Linked DNA regions of Drosophila melanogaster: region 2 is linked to region 1. A link is a contact called in public ChIA-PET data. All regions are on one chromosome and are shown on one strand. Each heading gives the region's core, a stretch centred on a gene start, on an enhancer-like site or on the middle of the called end of the contact. The rest is flanking DNA. Distances are from core to core; before and after follow the strand shown.

Region 1 (6,203 bases), core at 2,969-5,468:
TTAGTTTTATTAAACTTTATTGAATAGGATCGAAATATTATTTGCACCTGTAGGCGTGTAAAAATTTTCTTTCTGAGCATCAGGAGACCGGAAGAAGTTTTCACCTTTGTAATAAAAGTACAAAATCTTCATAGATGTCGATGGCAAGAATATATATGCGCGATAAATAACTCAAATCACGTTCAGTAAACGCTTGCACATGCAAAAACAAAAAGATAATGGTATTTTATTCCTTTTGTAACCCTACTGGCATTTATCGAAGTCGATGCAAAACTGCTGTTGACATCACGTTCTGCATGTAGAAAGGCATTTTGTACACGTATACGAAGCTCATTTCTACTTCTTAGACTTTCGTGGAATGTGTTATTGAGATTTTTGCTGATATATGCAGATAATAAAATATAGTTTTAGAACAGCAAAAGAGTATGTTACATTCGTTGAAAAGTTGGCAAGAACCGGAATAAATCACATTTGCAACACTTAAATAGTTAAGCCGTTTACTATTTAAGCCCAGAGGAATTATAGTTTAGTTCTTATTCACATCACAATGCCATCGAAATGTCATCGAAAAGAAGCCAGCTTACTTTGCTTAATAGTATTTATTTGTGAAGCAATTTTGTCAGCTGGTAGTTTTTGTAGAGGCCGTTTGGAATGTCAGATGGCTCTGAAGGGTAAAATGATAATGAGATCTGGTGTTTTGCTGTGTACCAAAAAGCACCAGTTTACCTGCGTTGATCAAGTTTGTGTTTGCGGAAGACCAGAAAAGTGCAATCAGTAAATGATGAACTAATTAGTTACGCGTATGACGTATTGGTTGCTACTCGTAGTTATTCGTAGGAAAATAAAAAGCAATACATGGCGATAGAAAAATGGAGTAATCTTCTTTTTTTCATTTTAAAGGTTTAACCAAAAATGTAGAGATTTTTCGGTCTACTGGCACAATCCGCACTCCAGAAGATTCCATGTTGCATGCAGCCTTTGCTGGAGGCCTCATAATTGGTTTTCACTGCAGTCGGGTGCCAAAAACAGGAGCTGAGCCAGCAGCCAAACAGTCAACAGCGTGGGCATCAGCAAAATTAACTGCAGTCAGGTGGGTATCCTTGGACAAAGCTCCGCTCAATTGGTGAGGAGGAAGCTGCTGTTGTTGTGGCTATTGCATCCACCGCGTGATGCCAGCTAATGAAAATGACCGCCACAGATGACTGTGCTATTATGGCTAGAGCGGGGAATGGCGAATCAAAAATGGAAAGGTCCTGGGCTTACTTTCGCTCATCAATAAGCTCCATTACGTATACGCCGGGTTGGTTTCGCCCATTGCTCAGCCGACAAACAAACTCAGAGCTGTCTGTCAACCAAGTAAGGGGCTGCATTCGACCTCTGCCAATTGAGCGTTTGCGAATTTGTTTGCGCCATGGACCCCAGCATCTCAGTGCAATCAGGCGGAATATATCCCGCTTTGAGCTGGCTGCTTTTGGAATGATAGAAAGTGTTGCCTTCAAGGGAGCCTCAGTTCCTTTCTCTGCATCGTGAATTCTTTTTTCCAGCCCCCTGCTTTGCATACGCGCCACCCACTGGGCTCTTTGGTGGCCTTATTAAGTTGGCGCCTCTATGCAACTGCCATCAGCCGGGAAAGTTTTTCGCATACCTTCGATGGTCTCGGTCCTTTTTATACGCGGTATATTACCCAGTTAGCTGAATATTCTTGAGTTATATACGAAAATAATAAGAAGCAAACATGATTTATCTCAGATATTTCTGGATGTATTGTCTCAATGCGTTACTGCTGTATTTTTTTGCACTTCAACTACAATTATTTTGATATCACTTTCATACAAGCAAGTAAGACTCATTCTGATTTGTTTAGCCAATTGGGTCGATTGAGCAGGGTAACTTTTGATCGACTCCAGTTGAAAGCTCTTCTACATATTTTCACTCGCTCCAGTTTGTTGGGGTTGTCATCGTTGCAACTTCATTGTCAAAGTTGGCAAAGAGTCTTGAAGGGAAAGTTGGAGTGGGAAACTACAAAGAAATGCACAAAAACTGCGTTGTGCAAATACGGAGAACGAGAGTGGCGAAAAACGATGCAACGGTCTGCCAGTTGGGCGCTAATTATATGTAAATAGCTGGAATGAAACCGCCGCTCGAGGTGCCAGATAATTGGCCCTCATGCAACTGCCAAGTATAGTTTACAGCCGAAGTGATCAAGGGAAACAGTCTGCGAAGGAAAAATGCTCAAATTGTCGAGGCGTGAAGGACGACTCTTCTTTACGGTAAAGCTTTTGGCATGACCCCTTAGGAAGAATTAGAGAAATTTAAATGTGGCTACTTTGAGTGCCAAGGACTGTGCCCTAACTTGTTACTTAACGTGTCCTAGGCAATGACTGTTAGCTTAATTTACGGAAACTTAAATGGTACGCAATGCAATAGCAATTAGCTCAAATGCTAGATGAAATTCCTTTGCATTTAGGTCATTAGAGAAGAAAAATTTCATAACACTTCTCGGTGTGCGTGAGAAGGCATTTTCCCCCTTGGCCACTTCTTCTCCCCGGAGACAACATTCAGGACATAGAACAGCATTACAAAATTTCCCCAAAAAATTCGTAGAAATGCCAAAATAAACGAGTGGGATCGCTGGAATGAGATGGCGCAAGGTAAGGATGTGGAGGATGCTACCCACATGAGCGACAGTAACCAACACGTACAAAACGCATAAACATTCTTGCCTAAGTGAGTTTGTACATAAATTTCGAGCAACTTGCGTTGCAGGATGCGTTACAAGGAGACGATTTTGTGTGGGTCTCAGGATCTGTTTAAAGGGAATGAAGGGGGAGACTGTAGCAGTCTACTGTGAGTAGAGCTAAACTTACGCAAAAATCCATGGGAAACCAAGTGAGTTTTGAAGTTTAGACGGTTGGCTCAGTTTCGGTATCCTAATTTATTTATGCAGCCCCTGGCAAATGCAACTTTACTTAGGATGGATATCACTCAGCTATTCATCGTGTTAGCGTCAGTGCTTATTCGAAGGTATTCAGATGCAATTGTTTTATGTTCGAAAAATATCTTAACACTAAAAAATTTGTGCTACTAGCGTTTACTTTTCACCTTTGAATTTAGAAGAAAGCTAAGAATTTATGAAGATTTCCTACCAAATAACTAAATAGCATTTATTATTTTTATGACATCAAATTTTTAACTACCCAACTATTTAATACCAATTACCGACTACTGGTGTGTGCAACTTGAAAGCTGGAATTGAAATTATTCAACGAATCATGGCAATATCATTGGCTGTTTGCATTATGCAAGCATACCCGGTCCTTTGATGCTTGATGGCATTTCCCGAGCACCTACACACACGCAGCCGGAAAAGAAGCAACTTTAGTAGCATATTTCACGGCGCTGCGTCCGAAGAGAGAACGCTCTAAAGAGCACCGCTTGCCGAAGAGAGAAGCCTTGGGTAAGAGAGACCGAAGCGCACATTACTGACCTACATTAAGTAAAAATTTATTTATGCCGGCTGCCAAATTGGTTCCCCAAAGCATTGGCAGGCCCCGCTGTCCCCTGGTCCCTGGCTTTATGACTATGACGGATATGATTGTTGGTCGGAGTTTCCCTTTCCCCTCCTCGTACTTGCCCACTATTACTGCCTTTGTGGTTGTTGGCTTAAATAATAATGGCTTGTAATTTGCATAAATAATGTTTGATTTTTGCATTGATGAGGGAAGAGTGTGTTCCGCGTGTGTGTGTGTATTTGGGGAATTTTAAATGATTGAAAGCTCGGTCATCATTGGGGAATGCCGGGCTAGATGGCACGAAATTTTTGCATTTAAATCGATAAATTAGTGGAAAGAGCTCTAAAAATCAGTATGCCAGGATATGAGTCGTTTGGTCTATTTGGAAGTTGCATTGTAGATTTAAGCCCACCAAATAGGAAGAATAGTTTGCTGCTATAAGGGTCGACTTCGATGCCCCAACAATGGTTTCTTATCCTGCCACAGCACTGTTAACCAGCTAACAGAGCTCTGGCTCTGTTGCTCTCTAACGGGACCTGGTTCTCTTTGCCTTTGGAGTTCGGCTCGCTTCGGCAAGTTCGCGAGTGCTTGCCGAACTCCACGAACTCCGAGCCGAAGAGCGCTCGGTAGTCGACAGTCGTGACGAATGACGGCGATTATCGCCCTTCGAGGACTTTGTGTAATCAGTGCGTCCTGCTAAGCAAATTAGTTTAGTATGGTTTTAGTGCGCAACGCTGACGGTCGCACCAGTTCGCAGCTCTTAACACGTTGGTGTCGAAAGTCGACGCGCTCGCGTTTCGTCCCTCGCTTGAATTGAATGCCGCGAGTCGCGAGTGCCTGCGATATCATCGGAGGACAATAGCTCAGCACTGTACGTAAGCGGAAGGAATGGCCAGAATTAAATAAATAAATAAGTGCAAGACACAACCGGAGACGCTGGCTGCCAACTTCAATTTGGTACTTCATTTTTCACAGCCCGCTTAACGCAAATTGTGCCGGTCCTGGCTCCTTGCTGGGTACTAAGGTCCTGGTGCATACCCGTGCATTCTCCGCTCCCCTCCCCTGTTGATTGCATTCTTGGCGGCAAGTCGAGCGTGGCTCATTAAATGGCTGGCGAAAAAAAATGAAAGAGGAGTGCCGACTTGCGGAAAAACAATCACAGCATTTCTCTCGGCTGGTAGAGCCTGCAAACGGCATTTATAGAAGGGCCCTAGCGGCGCTGGGAAATTGTGGTATTTTATTCGTTATTTCACTTTGACTGTCACGCCAATTGAATTAATTCCACCGAGGAATTTAGGATTTAATTTGACATTTAATTATTGCAATTAAAAGTGGCCCGCAAAGCGCAGCATCAACAAAAAATGTCGTTTCAAAACAGGATTATGATCAAACAGAACGCAACGAAATTATGAAATTTTGTTTGAAAAAAAATGAATTACTTTCGAAAGTGGTTGACAACATAAAGCCGTGTCACATTACAGCAGCGGTTTGTTATAAAACGCGTAATAAATCTAAGAAAAAAGGAAAAAAGCTTTTATATTGATGAAAGGAAAACTTAAACAACAGGGTCAGAAAAACAATTATTGTATACAATAAAGGTTAACATTAATGGCAAAAGGATACATATATATATATATTTATATATATATATTTGGTTTTTATGCCTTAATAACTTGTTAGCTCTGCCCAATTCTATGATTTGAAACCCCTAGGATATTTTGTCTTTGTATTTTGTATATTAGTATCCTAAAATATCCTTCTCGTTATCAACATAAACAAAATAGCGATTTATTATTATTACAATTCCTTTGACTTCTAGCATTGCCATTGCTAGCTAAAAATATTCAAGCCTGAATGATGTGCTTAACAAATTAAGTTCCATGCAACATGATTTCTTAAGCAACGTTTATCCTTTATTATATGCATTCACTACTTTCGTATATACACATATAATTCAGAAAAGTTTGCGAAACGTCGAATACTTGGTATCAGCAAACTTTTTTGATAACTTTACTTCACTTGTAGCCCGAAAACAGTTTGAAGTGCAGGACGAAAATCACCCAAGGACGAGCTTTAACTAAATTATTGGGAGCTCGCGTCAAGTGTCAGACTTTGGGGGGGAAAATGGAATAACAGTTTGCCTTTGTTGTGTCTACAAATTTGTGGGGCGCTGTTCGTCAGCGCTAATGAATAGGTGGGGAGTTTTGTGCACAATTATCAAATAAAACGGGTAGCCGACCGCACAATTACACACAATATTTTCGCACACGCACCCAAAACGGAAGCCGTATAAACAACATGAATATGAAATTTAGCTGCTAGAAGCATATACATGCACATACATACTATAGATGCACAGCTCGTTGTGGATGGCCGTCCAATAAGCGACATAAAATATGCGAGCACTCACACACACTAGCGCACGCGAGCGAACACTAACACATGCATATGCACATGCGGATGAAGCGCCCGCAGCGAGTGCGGGAAATATTTTATGCACTTTATGCGGCCTGGACGGCGCTTGCTGCTGGGGATCGCTAATTAGGCAATATGCACTTGATTGTGTTATAATCATTAAAACCGGAAATGCATGGCCAACCCACAAAACACAAACGAGCGCAAACGCTTGGCCACACACACACGCGCACACATACGAATATGCGTGAATGCTTTCAGGTGGCTGCAATAGTT
Region 2 (6,432 bases), core at 2,900-5,399, 220 kb before region 1:
TAGACAAGCCCTTGTAAGAGTAACGTTTTCCATCTTAGATTCACTCAATTGTGGAACCATAAAAACCTCGAAGAACAAGTCACTTAACAACGCGACCTATCGTTTTATGAGTAATAATTTGATTTGAAAAGTTATAGTTTTTCCCTTCACCTAAGCTTTCTACAACCTGATGCATTTACATATGAATGTGGCAAGGGATCTCGCCATATTGCCCACGCTCCTACTCTCCGTCAAAACAAATAACTTTTCCAATGATTGTATGGCTTTTACTGCTTTCCATATTCCGTGTGGAGTTGCGGAGTTTACTGAGCGCTGTGCGTTGCATTTCCAAGTTTATTAAAGAAACCTATACCCATAAGTTCTGGGCTCCAACGAAATATTTTCTTAGTAGAATTCATGGGCACTGACTTTCCCATGTAGTATAGACGGTTTTATGCCTCGATTGATTTGTAAATATTATGCGTTTCGAATGGAAATGTTTTTTTTGTGTAAATGAATCTTTCGATGGGCAAGGGGAATTCAGCAGTTTTTTTTAAATATATCTGCACATTAGTTGTAATCATATATAAGTTAAGTCTACTTTTCAAGTTTGAAATAGAATAAAAACTAGATTAATTGACAATTAATTAGGTATTATTTATATTTCACTCGGATTTTCAACTCCCTGCTTGTGTAAGCGACTCGAATGCGATAGAAATCGAAAGCTAATGTGCTATTTAAGGTGATTGTTAAAACCACATTAGTTAAACGTGAAAATACACCGCTGAATATTCGTTGCCTTTGGATGTTTGAAGCGCATTATTAAAAGCGTTCTTGGCCCACACCGAAAATTTCTGACTAAAAATACAAATATTTTATGTCCATAAACAGAAAATGTTTCGCATAATAAATCATCCAGCAATAATATATCATTTAAAATGTGAATCTGAATGCACAAAGCAAGCAACTAAAATGAAAATAAACAAGTCCACTTAAAGCGCGTTTGAACTAAAAGGTGTATGCAATATTTTACCTATAATATATATATAAAATTTAACGTTGGTAAAATAAACTTCTGTAACTTAATTATTATCATTATGAATTCAAGCCACTGCAAGTAATTCTCCGTTTAGCTGCTTCGCCCAGCAGAACTTGATATCGAAGTGGTTTCATCAAGAGGTCGGTAAATGAGTTATGAATCCTTGATATCCTTGACGCCTTTTCGCTTGACCTGGCGAAGGCGAGGCCACCTGGCTACGAAATGGCCAGGACATCGGCGGAAGTCCTCCCGCCCTTCCGTCCCTCGACCCGCACTCCAGGACTTGTCTCTGACCCAACTGCCGATGCCACCTGTTTGGGTCTGCAAGCTGTCGCCCCTCAGCTGCTGAAAGTTTGGTGTTTTATTCGGTTTCGGCTTTAATGAGGACCTCCGCTAAGCCGCTCGTGGCACTTGCCACTTGAGCAGACGCCGCAATCGGAAGTCCTTGTTTATGACATGGATACTGAAGCCAACGGCCAGCCAATATCAGCTGCTTTGCTAACCGAACTTGATTTATATCCACCAATTGAGACGATCTCGTTTGGGGTAAGTGATGTTTAGGCCTTAAACGGATAGCTCTTTACTCCGATGCCAACTAATTCGCTGTGCAATCATTTCGGTACAACCAAAGCGGCCTTAACAGGCTACCACCACTTAGTGGCAGGCCGTCTAAACAAATCATTTGAGCGCAAACTTCATCTCGGGTGCCTGCAACTTGATAGATGGCATGAATAGAGTAGCCCTCGCCTTGCGCTTCTCTGCCTCTTTTCGTTTTTTATTTATGGTTTACAGCTACTATTTATAGGAAATGTGCTCAGCACGCAAAAAGTCAGTCGGTGCTTTTTGCACCGAGGGGGAAGTCGGAATCGCAACCCACTTGACAGACTTCGCTGCCATCCGGAGCAGATGCTGATGCAGATGCAGATACAGTTGCAGATGCAGATACAGATACGGATACAAACCAACACAAGTGCAGCTCGAGGCGAGTGTGTTTGGGCGATCCGAGCTCCAACATTTTTGTTTACAATTGGAGCACGTCTGTTTTGGCTGCGGCAGCTGCTGACCATTAGCCATTAACTTGCAGCCGGCCGCGCTGAGTCCGCAATTGCAACTCCATGCGCGTACAGGCCGAATTACCAGGGCAGAACTCGAAAGATTTCTGTTTGTGTTTGGAAGATTGTTGCAAAACATTGTTTCATATTAAATATGATATGCTTTTGTTTTCAATTCCGTGGCATATAATTACAAGTTCGACGGCAAGGGCATCAAATATTTTACTTTAAGCTTTTTCGATGGGCCGTCATGAACAGTTTCGTAGGCTCTACTGTATTTGAGCTGAACAAACACTGTTACTTCTGTAACTGGAGCATACCTTCGCTGCGACTTCATCTTCATCTGGAGTCTGGTGGACTGGAGGAGAGCAGGGGACCTGCATCCGAGTCTGAGCTGCCCTCCCTCAAACTGGGCTGGTGTGTACTTTTCACACGGCTGTGTGAAAAGCGTGCTATGATACCATTTTCATGTCCGCACAGTGCTGCACAAATATTTAACCGTTGGTCAGAGGAATGCCACTTAGCTACAAGATGTAACTTTTTGTGCCCCGAGGACAAACTTTGATACCCTTCAGTCAGAACGGAGAATGTTCTAAGGAGCCAAGCAATTTGACTGGGCTTTATTAACACCTTCGAACAGATCTTTCGGCTTCAATGTGAATACAAAACCAGTATCAATTTGTTAAACGGCGACCTCTAATTAGGGCCTGATTCATGAATTCTTAATTGACCGCCCCGGGTCACATGCAAACATAACTTGCCGTGCTCCAACTAATTAAATTACTCTCAAAAAGCAAACAAATAAAATTGGTTCCGCATTTTTCGCTCAGATTTTCACAACTCTGCGAGTCCGTCGTCCATCAGCGACATCGACTCATCAAGTTCATCTATCAAAGTCTAATGAATTTTACTGGCGCATCAGTTGGTTGGTTTTTTCCTTCCTTTTCATTCGCAAATTATCGAGCAACAAAAAATCTGTTATTTATTTTTGTTTTTCGCTTCGCTGATGATAATTTCACTTTCATTAATAATTTTTGGACTTTTTGACTTTGTCATAATTAATTTTTAAACTTTTGCTTTTCTTTGTTGTTTCTGTGGGGTCTAAAAAACATCAAACCGAAGCAATCTACGACTTGCCGGAATGGAATATCTCGCCTGAATGTTGAACTTTCTTTCACCTTTTCAGTTTACATACTGCCAAAGTTCAGGGCTTATTTCCTGGATTTAGTTTCGCCAGACTTAAAGTTACAAAATCGATCCTGTTAATCGAATACTATAGAAGGAGTCTTAAGGTCTACCTATTAAAAATGCATCAGCTTCATATTGATTGTTGTGGAAACTGTTAAGGTAGTACAGTTTTTGAATTTTCTTGTTGTTTAGTAACTAAATAAACTACTAATGCCGTTCTAGCGTGAACACATATATACATACGATTACTAGCTAAAGTCTTCTGCTTTGAAAACTCCCTGATTTATTACAAGTCCGTAAACTCTAGCCGTGCCTCGCCCTTCAACTTTGGTCATTTATGTAGCTCTGCCCAAGCCCATCCGGCGTCGCTCGACCGCGAATCCCCATCCCCAGATTTCCATGAGGAAACCCACATGCCGGCAAAGTCTAAGTCTGATTGGAAACCAGTTTTCCTCTCTCCGAAAAGAGCGAGCCGCAGACAGAACTAGTTCGCCCGCTCACTCGCCCACGAAGCGCCAACCCACACCCCCAGTGGCTCCATTATGAACGATTTGCGTTTTCCCAAAATCCATTCACCTAACATTCATACTATTCACATGGTATCAGATCAGCTTGGCTCATTTCAAGTTGAATTAAAGTCCCCTGTAGAAGATAAGAAGAGAGAGAATTTTATAGTCAGCTTAAAAAAATTAAATATTAGTTATCAAATTATTAAATAACTTGCTAACTGCAAGTATCTGCGTTGCTTTCCGCTGATCAAGCTAGCTATAGTTTTTTTCTGAGTGCAGAGAGGCGAGAGCGCGAGAGCCAGCTCACACACACATACAAAACAGGTATCTGAATGCGACTCCTCTCAGCGGGTTAGACCTCGCAGACGCTAGCCGTGCGGCTTCAGTGCGTCTGTAAACACTGCCGAGTGCGGTACTCAATCTACATTAGCTCCGCTCGAAAATTTCCAATTCTTAGTGAACTGGCTAACGGTAGCGAGCCTATTCGAACGAAAGTGAATGTGCGTCCAGATCTAAAATAAAATTGGTACGAAAGCCAAAGGAATATACATATGTACAAAAAGTGAACAAATTCGGATAGAAACTCAAAGTGCAACGCTAAAATAAAAATCAGTGCAGCTGCTTCCTGAGTGCACCTGTTTCCCCAGCAGGGAGCACGTACGCATACGCACCTTTGGATACGCGAAGAAATGCGAAGTGGCGTAGAGTGCTTGATAACTTAATGCCAAGCAGCCAAAGGGCCCTAAAAGCGGCAGCCGAAGAAAAACGACGCGACCTTGTCTTGTCTTCGCACTCCGGACTTCTTATACCGCCATCCATCAAAGTCTCGGGCCTTAAGGTCTTGGGATTACACACAAATCACATTTGGATACTACAAATCATACGCTAGAAGGTAAGCGCCCGATCGCTGGTCCAGTTTTCGCTCTTCATCTAGAAAGTTTGATTGCTAGACGAGATCTAGTTCGGTCGATTGGGTTTCTTCTCGCCTTGGCGAAAGTCCAGAATTTTCACAGCCCACTCTCCTGCACTCAATTATCGAATTGCGCGATTAGATCCAGACAGTTTCGCTGGCCAGAGGAGTTGATTGAACCCGCAACGGTAACCAAGCTGTTGGCCAGTCACTTCCTCCATTCCCGAGGTCATCTAGGGGGATTACAATGCAAATACGGAATTGCTGAGCATCATTGTCCGGTTCTTGGCCTCCGACAAGTGTACATCCGTGGATCTGCAACTCGACAATTTGCTCAGCATTTTTTTGAATTTTTATGCAAATATTTCAAACTTCCATTAGAGGGCCACACAGGCGGACATAAGACCTTCCCAGCTATTTTGGAAATGCATAAACATTTCATGTAAATTTCTTGGTCGAGTGACTCTCTTAATTAGTCGAGTTGCTTTGTTGGCCGATTATGAATGACACAAACTTTGGGTCTCGACCAAACATTTGATTTGATGCATATCTTGTAGATTTCTGTGAGAAAATCCGTCTCTGTTGTTTCAAGCTCAGATGAATGATATCACTCAGTTCGGTAACAATGCTCATTGGGGATTTTCGATTAACAATGCCCCCCAATCGGATACACATGTGTATCATTTCATTTGTCTTTGCTGTGCTTATTGTCAAACTCCTTAATGTCAATTCCACATAATATCATCTAATGAGGAGTTGCAATAATAAGTTAGCATTGTCCACCAGACGGCGGTGTAACCATGATTACGAGTGGGGAAAATCCCGATGTCCAAAAGCGGTTGGTTTTGATTATAAAATTGCTAGCCTGAGGTGGTGGTTACCATCACTTTCTCGCAATTTTCAACGCAACCGCAGAAAAGTATTGATATCGAATTAATTTCCTGTCCTCTCGCACACAGGAGTATTCGGTCTGGAGCATTGTTTTCCTGTGGACACTGAGGGGCTAAAGATTTCACATACCAAGCACGTAGCCTCAGACCGTTTGGCCCAACTTGTTGTCTTTGTTAGGTTCTATTTGGCTAATTAAAAATCAGGAAATGCACGAGTACAATACGCCCCAGAGGGCTCAACGTGCTGCGATCCCATCCTGAATTTCAGAAGACTACGTGAGAGAGGGATTACCTTTTTGGGCCTACCTGCTCGTGTGCTACTGTCAAGTGCGGTTTCCTTCAGTTTAGCGCCTTCTGCTTCGATTTCGGAACAGGTAGTACCACCAAATCTGTGCTTAACAGAAGTATCTTGTATTGGGCTGGATACGTGAGCCATGAAAGGATATTCGCCTCATTTAGTCTTCACATTGCACACACGTAGTACTTGCGAGGGGCGTTTTAAAAGGAAGTAGTTCTATTGATTAATCGATGGCAGGAAGTCGAGGGTGGTCTGCATCAGGGATCGTTTATCTTTCGCTGGAGATCTTGGCACTAACATCTCAATTCGCTTTTATAGTTTTTAGCCATTTTCTATCATATTTGTATTTAAGAGCTCCATTCCAGTGAATGGTTGAACAAACCATTTTGTATAATTTCCTCGGTAATTTATGCGTGGCTTTATAGCTTGAGGAAGTTGCTTGACTTCCATATACAGTTATGTACATTCAAGTCTATTGTTTCTTCATCTAACCAAAGACACACCCGCACTGGCAATAAAAAGACAATAGCATTTGTCAATCGACATAAATGTGCGCTAACCGGATTT

The links. ChIA-PET counts read pairs in DNA pulled down with a chosen protein or histone mark.
Region 2: an RNA polymerase II ChIA-PET map of the S2 cell line shows a contact between it and region 1, with 8 times the contacts expected there. The contact joins the promoter of rau here to the promoter of DIP-theta in region 1. A contact is called at or near these places in 2 of 107 Hi-C or Micro-C datasets (both in cellular blastoderm embryo) and 1 of 6 datasets of contacts at active chromatin or transcription factors (the S2 cell line).

What each region holds. Positions count from the first base shown.
Region 1 is chr2L:5,656,575-5,662,777 of dm6, reverse strand. It overlaps DIP-theta (Dpr-interacting protein theta), which reads left to right and starts at 4,218. Exons shown (of 13, transcript NM_164653.3): 1 at 4,218-4,383. lncRNA:CR44821 (long non-coding RNA:CR44821) reads left to right here and starts at 546. Exons shown (of 1, transcript NR_124096.1): 1 at 546-876.
Region 2 is chr2L:5,877,215-5,883,646 of dm6, reverse strand. rau (rau,) reads left to right here and starts at 4,149. Exons shown (of 4, transcript NM_135121.3): 1 at 4,149-4,659.